Regions from separate parts of the Sus scrofa genome. Here region 2 is linked to region 1. A link is a contact called in public Hi-C data. All regions are on one chromosome and are shown on one strand. The core of a region is the stretch at or near the end of the contact, and the rest is flanking DNA. Distances in the headings are between cores, read along the strand shown.

Region 1 (3,627 bases), core at 24-2,523:
ATAAACAATAGTTTATAGTTTTCCCATAAGTGTGACCATGCTTCATTCCATTTACTTGATTTTTGCTGGTGGGGTTTTTTGTGTATCTCATCTATAGAACAGAGGCATCATAAAGGCAAAAGACTTGCTCATCTTATTCTTAACTATATCCCTACCTTTAACATTGCCTTGCCTATAGCAGCCAATTGATAAAATTTATTAGGTGAATGTATATATTTTGCACTGATAAAAGTACCAAGTACACAGAGTTCCCATTGTGGCTCAAAGGGTTAAGAACCCAACTGGACCCATGAGGATGTGGGTTCGATCCCTGGCCTCACTCAGTGGTTAAGGATCCAGCATTGCCACAAGCTGTGGTGAAGATCACAGATGAAGCTTGGACTCTGCATTGCTGTGACTGTGGTGTAAGCCAGCAGCTGCAGTTCTGATTCAACCCCTAGCCTGGGAATGTCCATATGCCACAGGTGAGGCCCTAAAAAGGAAAAAAAAAAGTACAAAGTACAAGTACATGCTTGGAATTACTGAATTTTTTTTAATGTCTTTTTGTCTTTTTAGGGCCACGCCCACGGCATATGGAGGTTCCCAGGCTAGGGGTCAAATCAGAGCCACAGATGCTGGCCTACACCACAGCTCACAACAACGCTGGATCCTTAACCCACTGAGCAAGCCAGGGATCCAACCCAAAACCTCACAGTGCCTAGTCGGATTCGTTTCTGCTGTGCTACGACAGAACTCCCAAAGTTTTGTTGAATTGACTTTTTTTGTGTGCCTTTTTTGGCCATGCCCACAGCACATAGAAGTTCCCAGGCCAGGAATCCAACCTGTGCCACTGCAGTGACAATGTAGGATCCTTAACCCTCTGTGTCACCAGGGAACTCCTTTCTGTGGCTTTATATTTCTTTGCTTTGTGCCTTTATCTTTGTAATTTCGTTTGCTCTTATTCTCTGAATTTACTCTGTTGCTCTTGAACTAGTTTCTCAAATTTGATAAGTAGCTCAATTTTTTCAGTGTTTATTGTTTTTCATTAATGTTCCAAAACTTTAAGCATCCCTCTAAGTGCTAATGTTATTGCATCCCTAGGGTAAGATAGACACTGGACTCTCTGGGTGTGCACGGCTGGGACAGAGCATCACCAATGTCCTCACACATTGGTACATTAAGCTACCATGCAGCATGTGGGGAAAAAAGCAAAAACCACACACTGGAGTCAGGAAGCGCCCCCTTCCTCCTGCAATATCCCTTCAGCGCCCTCTACTGGCAAAGTTTAGCATTAGACTCGCTGCAAAGGAAAAATGCTTGAGTCCAAGTCCATTATCACAGAGCCCGGTTCTGAAGGGGTGACTTTGGAGCTGAGAAGCAGCAACTCATAGCTGGTATCCCTAAAATTAGGTGTGATTTAGATTCTCCTCATCAGATGAATTCACAGAAGGTCTTAATCTAAGAGTGATATGGGGTGAGAAGCCCGGGAAAGGGCACATGTTTTTTTGCTAGTGAGTTGGTGCCTATGTGCCAGTGGTTCTGAGGCCAGCAGTGCTGGAAGCAGCTTCCTGCCTCTGCTCTTCCCCCGACCTCATCAGAATCCACAGCTCCACTGGAGCTCAGTTCAACCGAGGTTTTGGGAACACATCCTACAAATTCAACCTAAAGTCTCTTTGTTCAGCTCTCATAATGGTTTATGGATGAACTAACTGAATCCCTTTCTTTTTAAATCAATGCGTGGGAGTTCCTGTCACGGCTCAGCAGAAATGAATCTGACTAGCATCCATGAGGACGCAAGTTCGATCCCTGGCCTTGCTCAGGGGGTTAAGGTTCCAGAATCACCATGAGCTCTGGTATAGGTCAGACATGGCTCGGATCTGGTGCAGTTGTGGCTGTGACATAGGCCGGCAGCTGTAGCTCTGATTCCACCCTAGCCTGTGAACCTCCATATGGCACAGGAGCAGCCCTAAAAAAAAAGACAAAAATAAAAATAAAGTAAATCAAGGAGTGGATTCTTCAGTCTACAAATTATTAATCTAACCCAAAGAAAAAGAATGGATTTTACATGATATTGACACGTTGGAATTCATTGAGGCTTCCTTTGCCGCCTAGTACGTGGTCAAGCTTAGTGAAAATTTCAGGTTTGCTCAAAAAGAATGTATGCTCCCTTTCTCCTCTCCCCCTCACTCTCTCTCTCCCTGGCTCTTAATTACTTTCCCATTTACATTTTCACGAGTCATCCATTTAACTACAGGTTCCAACAATTTCCCAGGATCAATATCAAGCCCACCATGATATACTTTGCTGAACCCACGTGTTTGCAAAAGCTAATTCCTGTTCTACTGTTTGAAAGTTGTATCGATTTCCTGATTCCCACACCTTTGGCATTTCTGATCTCCATAATTTTATTAGTTTTTAGTTTTCTGCTTCTTAGAGCCAAATTAGTGAGCACTCAACATATGTATGTGAGTATTCAAAAATTCTGATTATCTAACTCGTTGCAATATTAAGTGCAAAATGCCTTCAGAAGACTGTCAGAGGTACTCTGTTTTTTTTTTTAATTTTGTGGTCACATATGCAACATATGGAAGTTCCCAGCAGGGATCAAATCCAAGCTGCAGCTGTGACCTATGCCAAAACTTTGGCAATGCCAGGTCCTTAACCCACTGCACCACATCAGGGATTGAAGTGGCAATGCCACAGAGAGAAGACAGATCATTAACCCACTGTGCCTCAGTGGGAACTCCACACTCTGATATTTGGCTACAAAGCTTCAGCAATGCTTTAAATTTATTATGGTCACTGCAACCAATACTAAGGAAACAGGGTAAATCCATGTGATGCCAACTATATAGTGAAGGGCACCAAATCCAAAGTTAATTTATCTAAAATGCAAATGTTGGCATTCCCCCTGTGATGCAATGGGATCAGCATCTCTGCAGCACTAGGATGCAGGTTCAGTCGCCTACCTGGTACAGTGGGTTAAGGATCCAGCTCCTGGGACACAATCACTGCAGTGCAGGTCATAACTGTGGCTACGATCTGATCGACGGCCCAGGAACTCCATATGCCACAGGGCTGCCTAAAAAAGAAAATAATAAAACCTAAAAATAAATAAAATGCAAATGCCACAGTAGAAAAAATAAAATCCAGCCTCTGTCCTCTGGTGCCAAAGAGAAACACACACCAGAGTTTTGGGCAGAGAGAAATAAAGCTTTATTGCTTTGCCAGGCAAAGGTGGCCACAGCAGGTGAATGCCTTAAAGCCGGTGCCCTCCCTTGGGAGAGAATAGGAAATGGTTTTATAGTTTGGGAGTGGAAAATAGGGCCAGAGATAAGGACACAAGCTTGCATTCTTCTTCAGAGCAGGTGTTTAGCAGCCCCAGGACTGGTTCTGATCGTCCTCCACTTAGGTTTTCATTTGCTGGGGGTTTTGGTTCTGCAGACGAGCTCAAAGTAGTATATGTGAAGAGGGCCCAGGACACCCCCCGCCCCCCCCCCGCAAGGCTGCACTACTGCTCCTCCCTTGTCCCTGCATCCCCTCCCTTCCCTGATTATCCACTGTTTGAACCTACCCTTTGGAACTCAGAGAAGGTCATGGAGGCTGAGGCTTCGTCCCTAAAAACAAGAAATGGGGGACAAGAGCCCC
Region 2 (3,343 bases), core at 131-2,630, 67 kb before region 1:
GGGGAGAGGGAGGGAGTGGGTTATCGGGAGCTTGGGGTTATCGGATACAACTTGGAATGGATTTACAAGGATATCCTGCTGAGTAGCATTGAGAACTATGTCTAGATGCTTATATTGCAACAGAACAAAAGGTGGGGAAAAAAATGTATACATGTAGGTGTAACTTGGCCCCCATGCTGTACAGAGGGAAAAAAAATAAATTAATTTTAATAAAAGATATCTCAAGCTCGAAAGCTTTCAACAAAAAAGACTTTACTTGGTAAGGCTATAGTCCACAGAAAATTTTTTATGAATTCCAATCTATTACCTTGCAAACGAAACCATTATCAAGTCTTCCCCTGCCCCCCACCCTGCTTGGAGTGGGAAGGGATTCTGGTTTTGCTCTGAATAGAATGATAAAAGCCAAGTTGTTGTATGTATACAGCCATGGTGCCAAAACCCTAAATGACTCCCTTGAATGATCACACCATTGCAACACTTCCTTTTATACTCTGTACGTGGTGGGTGTGCTTACTCATAGACCTGCTTCTTGTTCATTCTTCCAATAAGCACTTCATCAAGCAGCCCCCAGGAGCAGGCCTAGACATGATCACCAGGGTACAAGGTGAGCAGGCAGCACCTGTCCTGAGATGCTCGCAGCCCAGCCTGGATCTCTGGGACAGAACTGGACCCTTGGTGGCTCTGAGGCCACAGGCCTTGGCAAAGACCCCTGGAAGAGCCTAGGAAGGCACAGTGGGGTTCAGCTGTTCAGGTCCTGAAGAGCAATGTCTAACAGGCCTTCCTCCCATGTGCCCCAAAATGAGCTCTGCTTCCTTCCCAAAATCTCACTTTTCCTAAGAACCTCTGAGTGTGGTTGATGCCCCACGTCCATCTTCACTGGTCAGACCTACTTTCCGTTTCATTCTTCCTTCCATCTCCTCCAACATCTAGTCAGTCACCAGGTCATGCTGAGGGTTTCTCTTAGATGGTTCTGGAACCATTCTCATCACTGGCAGCATTGCCAAGGCACTTGTGGAACCTGAATGTCTTGCTGGGCTGTGGCAGCAGTGGCCCAACTGGTTCTCCTGCCTCCAGCTTCTTGTTTAATGTCTACCTGCTACCCCTTGCCCTTTCATGTGGCTTAGAAGCAGATCAGGCCCTCCTCTTCAAGATGCTCTTTGCCTCCAAGAGAAAGTCTAGGCTCCTCCCCAGGGATCTTTCTCAATCTGACCTCAGCCAACTTTCCAGTCTCAGCAGCAGCAAAATCCCCACCTGGGCTCTGGCCTCTAGAGCAGCCGCCTTGGCCCTCTGAAAACACCATTTACTTATTTGTAAGCCCTTGGCCAGCTGCTCAAGCTGTTTCCTCCTCTCAGAAAGGTCTTTCCGACTCCCTTCTCTGCTAGGAGAACAGCTGTTCTATGCAGGGCCCAGCCAAAGTGTGTCCTGTTCTGCAAAGCCTTCCTTGCCTGCAGTACAAGCAAAGCCCAGATATTCCCCCCAGCATTTTGTATAAACACTTATTTGGAACTGATCACACCCAAATATTATCTAAGTGACTTCAGTCCCTCGGTTATGCCTGGTACAGTCCCTGGCACACAGCAGGTGTTTAAACAGTGCCCACTAAACAGCCTGGGAACCCAATGAGAGGAAGCCTCGCTCTCAGGGTGCTTGTAATAGAACTAGGAAGTGAGACTCAAGGAAAGACAGTCCCGTGGAGAACGGGCTTGAATGCTGATGCTCTCCTTCTATTCTTCCTCTTTCTCATTTTCTCTCTAGCTTCCCCAAATCAGAAGTCCTTGTCCCTGAAACCAATTGCAGGTGTTGGCAGTGACAACAAGCTGCCATGAACACTGTGAAGAGCAGGCTAGAACCCCTCCCCCGGGAGGTGCTGGCCTCCACAAAGACAGGTCTGGTGAGTGACCGAGGAGGGGGCGTCCTCGTGTACAGAGCCTGGTGGCCCTACTGCCCAGTTCAAGCTCCTGCCCCACTCGGCCTCTACCGGCACACACTGCTCCACACCGCCCAAAAAACTAGTTTGCCAACGGGGTGACCACGACCTGGACTGGCAACCTTCGACAAGACACGCCTGCCCACTAGCAGGTGTACTGGTCAGCAGCTATAGTGGGCAGAGATGTGGGCTGTTCAAACCTAAGCAGAGTATGGGGAGGTGTTGTGCGTCTTCTTTAAAAACTTATTATAATTGGAATTACATAAAAAAGAATCAAGCATGTCATTTTTTCTGCATAAGGAACTTGAGCTGACAGTCAAAAGTATAGATACAAGTCTGTAATTGTGGAACTAACAGCTAGGAAGCCAAGAAGCCAAATAAACATCAACTGAAATGAACGCTAATCCATGGTTTTATCTACCCAAAGTAGTACTAAAAATAATGCAGGGGAAGGAAGAATATAGTATCTATTTTAAAATAATCGCAGACTGGAGTTCCCGTCATGGCCCAGTGATTAACGAATCTGACTAGGAACCATGAAGTTGTGGGTTCGGTCCCTGCCCTTGCTCAGTGGGTTGAGGATCTGGTGTTGCCGTGAGCTGTGGTGTAGGTTGCAGACGTGGCTCGGATCCTGCGTTGCTGTGGCTCTGGCATGGGCCAGGGGCTACAGCTCCGATTCAATCCCTAGCCTGGGAACCTCCATATGCCGTGGGAGTGACCCAAAGAAATAGCAAAAAAAGACAAAAAAATAAAAATTAAAAATAAATAAAATAATTGCAGATTAAGAAATAACCCTAATCTAGCTGGGAATCATCTTATTTTCAGGTACCATAAGAAAAATAATGGAGGAAAGTATGAAAAATGGAAAAAACCAAAATGTCATTCACATTACCGTGCTATTTATAAAGGTAATACATTGTATCCTAAAACAATAAAACAGGGAGTTCCCTGGTGGTCTAGTGGTTAGGACTTGGCACTGTCACCACTCTGGCCCAGGTTCAAGCCCTGGTGTGGGAATTGAGCTCCCACATCAGGCCACTACATGCTGCAACAAAAAAAAATCTAACAGCGAAACACTTATGGGGAAAACGAAACAAGTGAAAGGGAACTTTGGCAGGCAGATAAAAAAGCACGGGCCAGACCTGAGCTCAAGAACACCCGAGTCACGGCTCTTCCCCACCTCCACCTCCACCCCCACCCTTTTACCTCCCTATTGTTAAATGCCAGCAACGGGGAGAAGGAAGAAACAGGAAGCTTAACATAGTGGCAGAAGGTAATGAACATGTCTTTGTAAAATCAAGAAAACTGGAGCCTAACAAATGCCAAGGGAAGAACTTTATGCCCTCTGTCCTGAGAGAAAAAAACACTCACACGTTACAACCTGGACTGTTTCTGACAAAACAGCAGGCATCTTCA

Evidence for each region. A called contact is a pair of places that touch in the nucleus more often than the background predicts.
Region 2: a Hi-C map of alveolar macrophages shows a contact between it and region 1, with 2.2 times the contacts expected there. A contact is called at or near these places in 2 of 5 promoter capture datasets (fetal liver and liver), 30 of 47 Hi-C or Micro-C datasets (adipocytes, alveolar macrophages, blood and 17 more) and 2 of 2 datasets of targeted methods (alveolar macrophages and skeletal muscle).

The regions. Positions count from the first base shown.
Region 1 is chr5:82,355,442-82,359,068 of Sscrofa11.1, reverse strand. The region is part of intron 8 of GNPTAB (N-acetylglucosamine-1-phosphotransferase subunits alpha/beta); the gene reads right to left. Among named protein-coding and RNA genes, the nearest start is that of DRAM1, 32 kb to the right of the region's middle.
Region 2 is chr5:82,422,873-82,426,215 of Sscrofa11.1, reverse strand. All of the region lies in intron 14 of GNPTAB (N-acetylglucosamine-1-phosphotransferase subunits alpha/beta), which reads right to left. Among named protein-coding and RNA genes, the nearest start is that of SYCP3, 68 kb to the left of the region's middle.